2 separate regions of the Sus scrofa genome follow, and region 1 is linked to region 2. Evidence: chromatin contacts called from public promoter capture Hi-C data. All regions are on one chromosome and are shown on one strand. The core of a region is the stretch at or near the end of the contact, and the rest is flanking DNA. Distances in the headings are between cores, read along the strand shown. Region 1 holds the start of KIAA1549 (UPF0606 protein KIAA1549 homolog). Region 2 holds the start of FMC1 (protein FMC1 homolog).

Region 1 (4,226 bases), core at 1,329-3,828, 330 kb before region 2:
CCTCCCCTTTTCCAGTTCCGATCCTATGCCCAGCCTAGAAGCAGCTGTGCAAACCAGAGGAGCCCAATACACCACTTAGTGAAAAGATGACGGCTCTGCTCCGGTGACGTCAACCCCAGAGCGGAAACATAATTAATTTCAAGTCTCTGGATTGAATATTCATATGGAGGCTTTAGGGAAAATAGGAACAGACTTGTACAGAAGAGAGAGGTGTGGAGGCATGGTACTCAAAGCTCCGTTTACTTGAAACTTATCAAAAGAATCACCTATGTTATCTGCAACCTCTGCAGCACATCCAGATGGCCACGTTCACAGGGCAAAGCTGTTCAGGGGTTATGTACGTGGAGTTCGGAGTCAAACTAACCTAAACTCCTGAAGCCTTAGCTTTCTCATCTGCGAAATGGGGATAAGGATGCCTAGCGCACAATGTGACCGGATCATGCACATAAAATTCGGCACCTAGCACACGGGAAGCGCTCAGTATAAGGAAACAATTTGTGCGCCTCCGGCAGCTGACGACTCCATTAGTATTCTGCGGGCTTTGTTTCCTAAAGCCCCGGGCACTCTCTCTGATGCTGTCTTCGCATGGAAAGCCCAGTCTCCTCTCTTCTGGACACACAGGCTAGAACATGCGGGGGCAGGACTGAGAGCTGAGGAGCTGGGTCAGGCTCCTGCACCCTCTGTGTACTGCCTGAAAGAGACTCATTTTTGTCCCCCCAGCTCTGGCGTGGCTCCCCCAGCAGGACTCGGCCCAGCTCCGGGAAACCTCTGAAGAAGCCTCAGGTGTATATCACGGATCAAGAGCAGTAAGGAGAATGGAAAAGTGATGACTCCGCACCAACTAGCCTATGACCTTGGGCAAGTCATTTCTCCCTGTCGCTTTCCTTCTTTTTTTTTTTTTTTTTTTTTTTTTTTTTTTTTTTTTTTTGTCTTTTTGCCTTTTCTAGGGCTGCTCCTGTGGCATATGGAGATTCCCAGGCTAGGGTCTAATTGGAGCTGTAGCTGTCAGCCTACACCACAGCCACAGCCACAGCCACAGCAACTCGGGATCCGAGCCGCGTCTTCGACCTAGCCACAGCTCACGGCAACGCCGGATCCTTAACCCACTGAGTGAGGCCAGGGATCAAACTCGCAACCTCATGGTTCCTAGTCGGATCCGTTAACCACTGAGCCACCACGGGAACTCCGGTCACTTTCCTTCTTAGGTAGAGGAGCAGTTCCATTCTATGATCCCTGAAGTCCCTCCCTGTGCTTTTTTGTCCCATCCTCTATGGGGCACTGGTTATAATTCCGACAGTGAGGTCCAAGGGACACCTTCAAATGTGTTCCATTTCCTTCCAAAGCCACTTGGCAGTCCTCTGGCACTGCTCCCGTGAGGAGGGAGGATTTGGAGTTGCTTCCACGGCTTTCTGGTTTTGTTCAGCATGCGGCAGCTCTGCACACCACTCACCCCACCTTTCCTGCCCCCAAAGTGGCCAAGTGTGTGTGTGCTGGGGCAATGACGGGCTCGCAGCGTGTGAGCTCAGAGATGGTTTCCAGACCATCTTGTGTGTATGCTCGGGGTGGACAAATAAACATTTCAGAGAAGCAATGTGAATTAAATCATTTCCTCAACAACAAAACCCGCCCACATGCTTCTTCATAAATCATGCCTCTTAACTCCATGCTGACGAACAGCCAGTAAACTGCATCTACTACAAAAACAACCTTTATCCCTTTCAGGCCCTGACACTTAAGAATCACAATATTTTCACACTCTATTGTACTAATGCCTTTGCAGAAGTCATAGCAAGAGCTATTTCCCTGGAAAGATCCATGGCCAGGGCGCTTTCCAAGAGATAGTCTTTAAATGTTCTTTGTGTCCTGGTGCACTGGGGGACACGGCCAGCTGCCGGCATCTGGGGGACACTGGGCTGCCCAGAATAATGCAATACTGTTTTAAAGCACACACACCGAATGCACCCCTTCGACCCGACAATAAAGTATTTCCAAAAATTTGATGTAACCACATTCACATGGGCATGCACAAGCACAATTCCAGTGCCTGTGTTTTGCACAGAAAATAAAGGCACATTCTGAAATGAAGCCACCAGACCCGCCTGGGGCTCCGTGGATAACAGAATAGCTTTGCAGACCTTTGGCAAGATTGGCCAGAATTCGCTTCCTTTTTCGTGTTATTTCCTCCGTGCCTTTATTTGCTGGGCCCCACAAGAATGGAAAACCACCTCAAGAAAGGAGAGCGAGGGAGCGGTGGAGAATAAAAGAGGATGGGAGGGGAAAGCTAGATTCTGAAAATAACAGCAATAAAGGCAGGCAGGGTCGCGCCGGAGGGTCCCGGCGGGGCTTACCTGGGGCGCACGAGGCCGGCCCGGCCAGCAGCAGCAGCCAGAGGCCGGGGAGCAGCAGCCCCGGGCGGCGGCGGCGGCGACGGCGGCGGCGGCGGGCGCGGCGGGCGGAAGGCCCGCGGCCGCTCGGCCCCGGGACCAGCGCGACCCCGGCGCGGGTCTTCCCCTCCATGGCCGCGCCTCGGCGTCGGCGCCGCGCCCCCAGCAGCCCGGCCGGCGCCCGGCCGGGCCTCACGGTTCGGCGCTCTCAGGCCCGGGAGGCACGGCCGATGCGGCGGCGGCGGCGGCGGCTGGGACGGGGCGCCGCGCACCGGCGCGGAGGGAGGCCGGCGAGGCGGGGGCGGGCCGGGGGCCGGAACCGCGGACGGACGGGGGCCGCCAGCCGCACGCCGGCCTCGCCGCTCCGCCCCCTTCGGAGCCTCCAAGCCGCTGCCCGGCAACGCGCGGGCCCGGGGGCGGGGAGGCGAGCACCACCTCCCGGCCGGCCGAGCGCCTGCCTGCCCGGCAGCCAGGCGGCGGGCGCGGGGCGCGGGGGCTGCGGGGCCGGGGACCGGTCCGCCCCCGGGATCCGCCTCCTCCCGGGAGGAGGCGCGGGGGGACGCGAGAGGCTTGGGCCGGGCCGGCGGCCGGCGCCGCTCGAACCCCGGGTCCTGCCGCCCCGGGGGCCCCGCGCGTCCCGCCCTGGGTTCGCCGGGAAGGATGGAGGGAGGGAGGCCCGCGAGGAGGGGTCGGAGCCGGAAAACCGGGCCAGCGCGAGCGCGGCGGGCCTCTCGCTCCTCCTCTCGCTGGAGCCCGTGCGGGGCAGCAGGTGTGCGTGGGGCGCCTGCGTTTGTAGGACAGCTGCGGGGCTGCTGCCGGGACAAAGCGCAGGGAAGGTCGGGCGCTCTTCCCAGGATCCCGATGTGCGGTCGAGGGGGCTCGAAAAGCGCGCGCACAGCTCTCCCCCTCCTGCCGCCTGTCTGGAGGTCTCGCCTCCTGTCCAGGTTGTTGTGAAAGAAACGTACAAGATGCTCTGGGCCTGGGAAACCCGCAGCCCGTGCACGTAGTAGGCCTGCAGAAGGCGTCTGCCGAATGGAATTGAAGCAGAGCTGGAGGGAACCGCGCACGTCCAGGCCCTTTTAGGGAAAGCACCGCTTCTGTCTGAGGATTAGCATTTGGGGAGTAGAGATGGGTTGGGGGATGAGGAAAGCCAAGAAGAAAGTTAACATTTGTCTCCTACCAGCTACGTGCCAGGCATTTAACTCCAAGGACGCCCGATGGTTTAGAGGCGTTGGAACGTCGATGCAATTTTGGATCTTTGCATCCTGTTGGAACGTTTGCACCAGGCAGGGTACAAAAAGGCGTGAATTGAGGGCATTATCTTATTGCCCAGGAAGCTCTGAGGACAATGGAAAATGTAAATCATCCACATTGACAAAAGCAATCGGGTTGCTCTCCAGTCCTCTTCCCCTGCTAGGCCCAGCCTTGCATCTCCAGCCCAACTAGGCATCGTGCCTGGTGATAAGATGGGAGAATCAGTGATAGCCCTTCCTCAAAATAAGGCTGAGGCACCATCTGTAAGTACCTACCTGTTAGTTTCAAGGAAGAGAATTGAAAATAAAAGTTAAGGACGACTTTTTTTTTTTTTTTTTTTTTTTTTTGGCAGCACCTGTGGGCTATGGAAGTTCTCCGGCCAGAGATCAAATCCAAGCTACAACTGTGGCAATGCTGGATCGTTAACCCACTGAGCCACAGCAGGAACTCCAAAGATAACTTTCGTTGATTTCCTGATCTGTTTTATACTTTGTAATGCCTCTGGATCATAAACAGTCCTTGTCCTTAGCAGCTGATCTTCTCCCCTCCTAAACAGAGAGCTTTGTGTACTTGGCTGCTCACTCATAA
Region 2 (4,508 bases), core at 570-3,069:
AAGTGATCAAAATTGGCCCCAGCTAGAACAAGTGGACTCTGACACGGACCTAGCAAGAGTGACCTGTTAAGAGTGGGAATTTCTGAGATTGAGCAGCTGTGGAACATGAGGCTGAGACACAAGTAGCAGCTTGTAAAAGTTTAAGATCACATAGGGAATCTAGAAAATGTAGATGAGCGCAGAGGAGGCGAATCATTTTAATCTTGCCATACTGACCATAAAGGCCTGAGGAAATGTCTGACCTAGACTTCCCGAGGAAGCTCGAGGCCCAAAAGGTAAATAGAATTAATGCAAATGGTTAAGATTCGCACAAAGAGAATAACATAAATATGGAAAAACAACGAGAGAAGTTCAGATACGGGGCAGAGGATGAACAGCGAGACATAAACGTTAAGATAAAGACGAGGGTCAATTTAGGCAGGGTCCAGTGGTCTGAAATTTATCTTAGGGGCAATGCGGAGCCACTGAGACATGTTAAGCAAAGGGTAAGGTCGTGAAACTCAGAAGTGACTTGTCCAAGTTATTCAGTAATGAACAGAACCAGAAAATTAACTCCTAATTATTTCGAATTAACTAATTCCTAATGAATTGAACTACTTCCTGCCGCCCCATGTTTACCACTGGCCCGCCAACACAGAAGGCCATGTAACCATTTCTGCCTGACTCCTGGCTCTGCGGAAATGGCCTGTTTCAACCGGAAACAGAAAATGACCGCTACCAACGCCACCTAGCGGCAGGCTGGGGCCGAGCTAGCAGGTAGGAAAGCCGCAATACCGGAAGGGGCCGGCTGTTTCCTGTAAAAAACGCAAAGGAGCAGAAGCTCGGAGGGCCAATCTCCCAGATTCCCCAAGCGTTTCCAGCGCCTTCGGCTCAGCGTTGTCGTACGTGCCCTTTTGCGCAGGCGCGGGGGCTGTCGCGCAGGCAAACGCATACGCAAAACTGTGCGCGTGCCCGTTCTCCGTCCGGCGCATCGGTGCTATTTCGAGGGTAAAGCCTTTGGAGCTGTAACGCGAATTTGGTTCTCTGAACTACAACTCCCAGCATGCCTCGCCCTTTATATTGGTGCTAAGTGTGATCTCCTAGGATAGGTCAAAAAAAAGACCTAAGTGACGATGACGTACAAAGCAGGAAAAAAATTGAATACGTTGTTTGAGCACGTCTTTCGCAGCAGCCCCAGTGGCCTAATGGATAAGGCATTGGCCTCCTAAGCCAGGGATTGTGGGTTCGAGTCCCATCTGGGGTGGTTGAAATTTTAGGTGAACTTCTCAGTGAAACTTTTGCCTCTTCCCCCTTACACATAACTTTAGTGACACATGCTAACTTTTTAACGATGAGAAAAGTGTCTACGATTTTCTTCTAGGTGTGGGGCTAGTTTGCGAGAATCAACATACTCCCGTTTCCTTGTCTGAGCCGCAGTCCTGTTAAGATCTCTAGGAAGTCAATATGCTGAGTTTTGATATTCCCTCTAGAAACAAAAAAACAGATATATCTTCTCAGCTTTCTATTTCAAATCGACACCCACTTCCGACATTCCCTCATTTTCTCCAGACTCAGCGGCCGGTCAGTTAATGGCGTCTGAAGTGACGCAGTCAAGAAAGGACCTCCTTTTCCCTCGCCTGACCTTTCTCCAGGGTATTCAGTTACACTCGGCTTTCGTTTGCTTTTCTCTTAATTCCTTAAGGTGTCGCTCGACGTTCGATTAATAATGCTCCTCAAAGAAGGGAAGTGAGACATTCCACTGCCCTGCAATGAATAGGGGGAGCCAGCAGTCTGTTGCGACCGTACCACTAATCGGCAGGGCGGGGGGTGGGGAGCAGGCGTAAGAGGGGCCTCAGGGCGCCGCCCCGCCCCGGTCTCCGAGGACAGGAAAATGGCGGCCTTAGGCTCACCCGTGCGCACTTGGCGAGGCCTTCTACGGGAGCTGCGCTACTTGAACGCGGCCACGGGCCGACACTATCGTGACACCGCGGCCTATCGGTACCTCGTGAAAGCTTTCCGTGCACATCGGGTACGGAAGCCAGTGTCCGGGTGCTCCAGCCTCCGCTTTCCTGGGAAGGGAGGGAGAGTCGGTCTGGGCGGAAGTGCAGCGCTCCGGGCTTGAGCGCTCATTTCTGAGGCCCTGCTTCCCTGCAGAAAGCTCCAGCCCCTCGGCCTTGGTCTGCAGCCTAAGTCTGAGAGCCAACCCAGGGTCCAGGGAGAGCAAGATCTTCCTAGGGTGGAATCGCCCCCTGAGGATTTTATTGGCATGTGCGGAGGGGACAGTGAGAAGAAACTGAAGTGGTGGAAAGAGGGACAAAAGATATTTTTGGTGGGCAGTGTAGGGTCACTAACCACAGGATCTATCCAACCCTTCTCTTCCCCTAGGAGAGCTATTCTGAGAGGCAGTTTTTGGTGCAGAGCTTCTCGAAGAGTAGGGAGTTCCCATCGTGGCTCAGCGGTAGCAACCGGACTGGTATCCATGAGGATGTGGGTTCAATCCCTGGCCTCGGTCAGTGGGTTAAAGATCCTGCATGGCCATGAGCTGTGGTGTATGTGCAGACGTGGCTTGGATCCAGCTTTGTGGCTGTGGTGTAGGGCAGCAGCTGCAGCTCGGATTAGACCCCTGGCCTGGGAACTTCCCTGTGGCACAGGTGTGGTCCTAAAAAGACAAAAAAGACACCACCACCACCACCACCACCACCACCACCACCACCACCCCCCCCGGCAAAAAAAGGTCAACTAGAAACCTCTACTGAGGTGGTACTGTGACTTACAACATTAACACGATTTATGGCCAGGTGCCGATTTTCCACGTGTCGGAGGTAAATAGGAACTTATGGGAGGCCATCTTGGAAAATCCCTTGAGAAATCTGCCCAACCCACACCTACCCCTTAAGCAAGATCAGACGGCAGATCATTTTTCTCAAATGGGGCAACTGAGGCTCAGGGACAGTTGACCTGTACAAGCACATGTGTAGGAACTACTAGAGTCTAGGTAACTTGGTTCACAAATAAGAGTCTTCCATTTAATTGCTTACTTGATCTTGGCTCTTGTCAGCTGAGTCGGCTCTCACCTGAAGGAAGGAAACTTAGAGTCCTTTGGGTGATGTCGGAGAACCCTTGTGCTTTTGATTTTTCTGAGCCATGGAAGTTAGAATGTAAAATGTTATGTGAGCCACACAGGAGGTCCAAGAATGCAAAATTTTAGAACTAAAGTTCAACTAGTTTTTAAAAGGCCACAATATTAGGGGCTTCTAGGAAGTTAGCCTAAAATGACAAATAAGATTCACATGGGTTCTGTCGTACAACCCATCATGTGCCCAAGCGCTTAGAATAAACAGGTGCCAAGGGAGTAAGTAGACCACAGTGGTTTTGGAGTTGTCATCGCAGCTCAGTGGTTAACGAATCTGACTAGGAACCATGAGGTTGCGGGTTCGATCCCCGGCCTTGCTCAGTGGGTTAAGGATCCTGCGTTGGGGTGACCTGTGATGTAGGTCGAAAAAGCAGCTCAGATCTGGCATGGCTGTGACTCTGGTGTAGGCCGGCAGCTGTAGCTCCAGCTTGACCCAAGCCTAAGAACCTGCATGTGCCGCGGGTGCGGCCATAGAAAAGACAAGAAAAAAAAAAAAGACAACAGTGGTCTTGGTATACTCGGGGTACGCTTTCAGGAGGAAATTCATCAAGCGGTGACTTAAAGGATAGAGTTAGCAAATAAGTGGGGGTCGGAGAGGAGGAAGTCCAGGTAAAGAAGCTGCACAACTGAAGGCCCAAAGGCAAGAGAAACTGATAGAGCCCTTAAGGCTTAGGGCCTGTTGGATGTAGTGGAGGAGATAAGGTCTGTGGTAGGTAGGAATGTAAACTTTATTGTAGGAGTTGCCGTTGGGGCTCAGAGGTAACGAAGCTGACTAGTATCCATGAGGATAGGGGTTCGATCCCTGGCCTTACTCAGTGGGTTAAGGATCTGGCGTTTCCGTGAGCTGTGGTGTAGGTCACAGATGTGGCTGTGTTCCTAAGTTGCTGTGGTGTAGGCTGGCAGCTGCAGCTCTGATTTGATTCCTAGCCTGGGAACCTCCATATGCTGCAGGTATGGCCCTAAAAAGACAAAAAATTAAAAAAAAAATTATTGTAAATGTAGTGGGAGGTGACGCTTAAGATTTTTAAGATGACGTGTAGCTTGTGGAGGTAGCATTATTGCCCTTGAGAGGGGCTTGACAATTGCTCAGAAATTCCTTGGACATATATGTGAAATACATGCTAGCTAAACATTCCAGAAACACTACTCTCTGGAATGCACATGAGGATATGGGAATGGCTTCTAGTTCCTACTGACTCAGAGCTAACTCAGTAGTCACCTCTGCCCATTTTCTCTCCTCTTTCCCTGGGCTGAAGGGAATTGATTAGGGAGGAATCGCCTCTTTCTCCGTAGGGAAGATACAGTTTTCTATTTCATTTTATCTCTTGGTCTCTGGTGGCTCATTTGCTGTTCTGTTGCTGACCCTCGTGCTTCAGGCTTAGCTGAATCCAGATCG

What was found. Promoter capture Hi-C pulls out the DNA fragments that hold promoters and counts their contacts.
Region 1: a promoter capture Hi-C map of fetal liver shows a contact between it and region 2, with 3 times the contacts expected there. The contact joins the promoter of KIAA1549 here to the promoter of FMC1 in region 2. A contact is called at or near these places in 1 of 5 promoter capture datasets (fetal liver) and 1 of 2 datasets of contacts at active chromatin or transcription factors (skeletal muscle).

What each region holds. Positions count from the first base shown.
Region 1 is chr18:10,675,197-10,679,422 of Sscrofa11.1, reverse strand. KIAA1549 (UPF0606 protein KIAA1549 homolog) reads right to left here and starts at 2,578. Exons shown (of 20, transcript XM_021078582.1): 1 at 2,349-2,578. The coding sequence starts at 2,517.
Region 2 is chr18:10,347,683-10,352,190 of Sscrofa11.1, reverse strand. FMC1 (protein FMC1 homolog) reads left to right here and starts at 1,819. Exons shown (of 2, transcript XM_005657736.3): 1 at 1,819-2,008. The coding sequence starts at 1,871. TRNAR-CCU (a tRNA gene) reads left to right here and starts at 1,171; the gene lies at 1,171-1,243.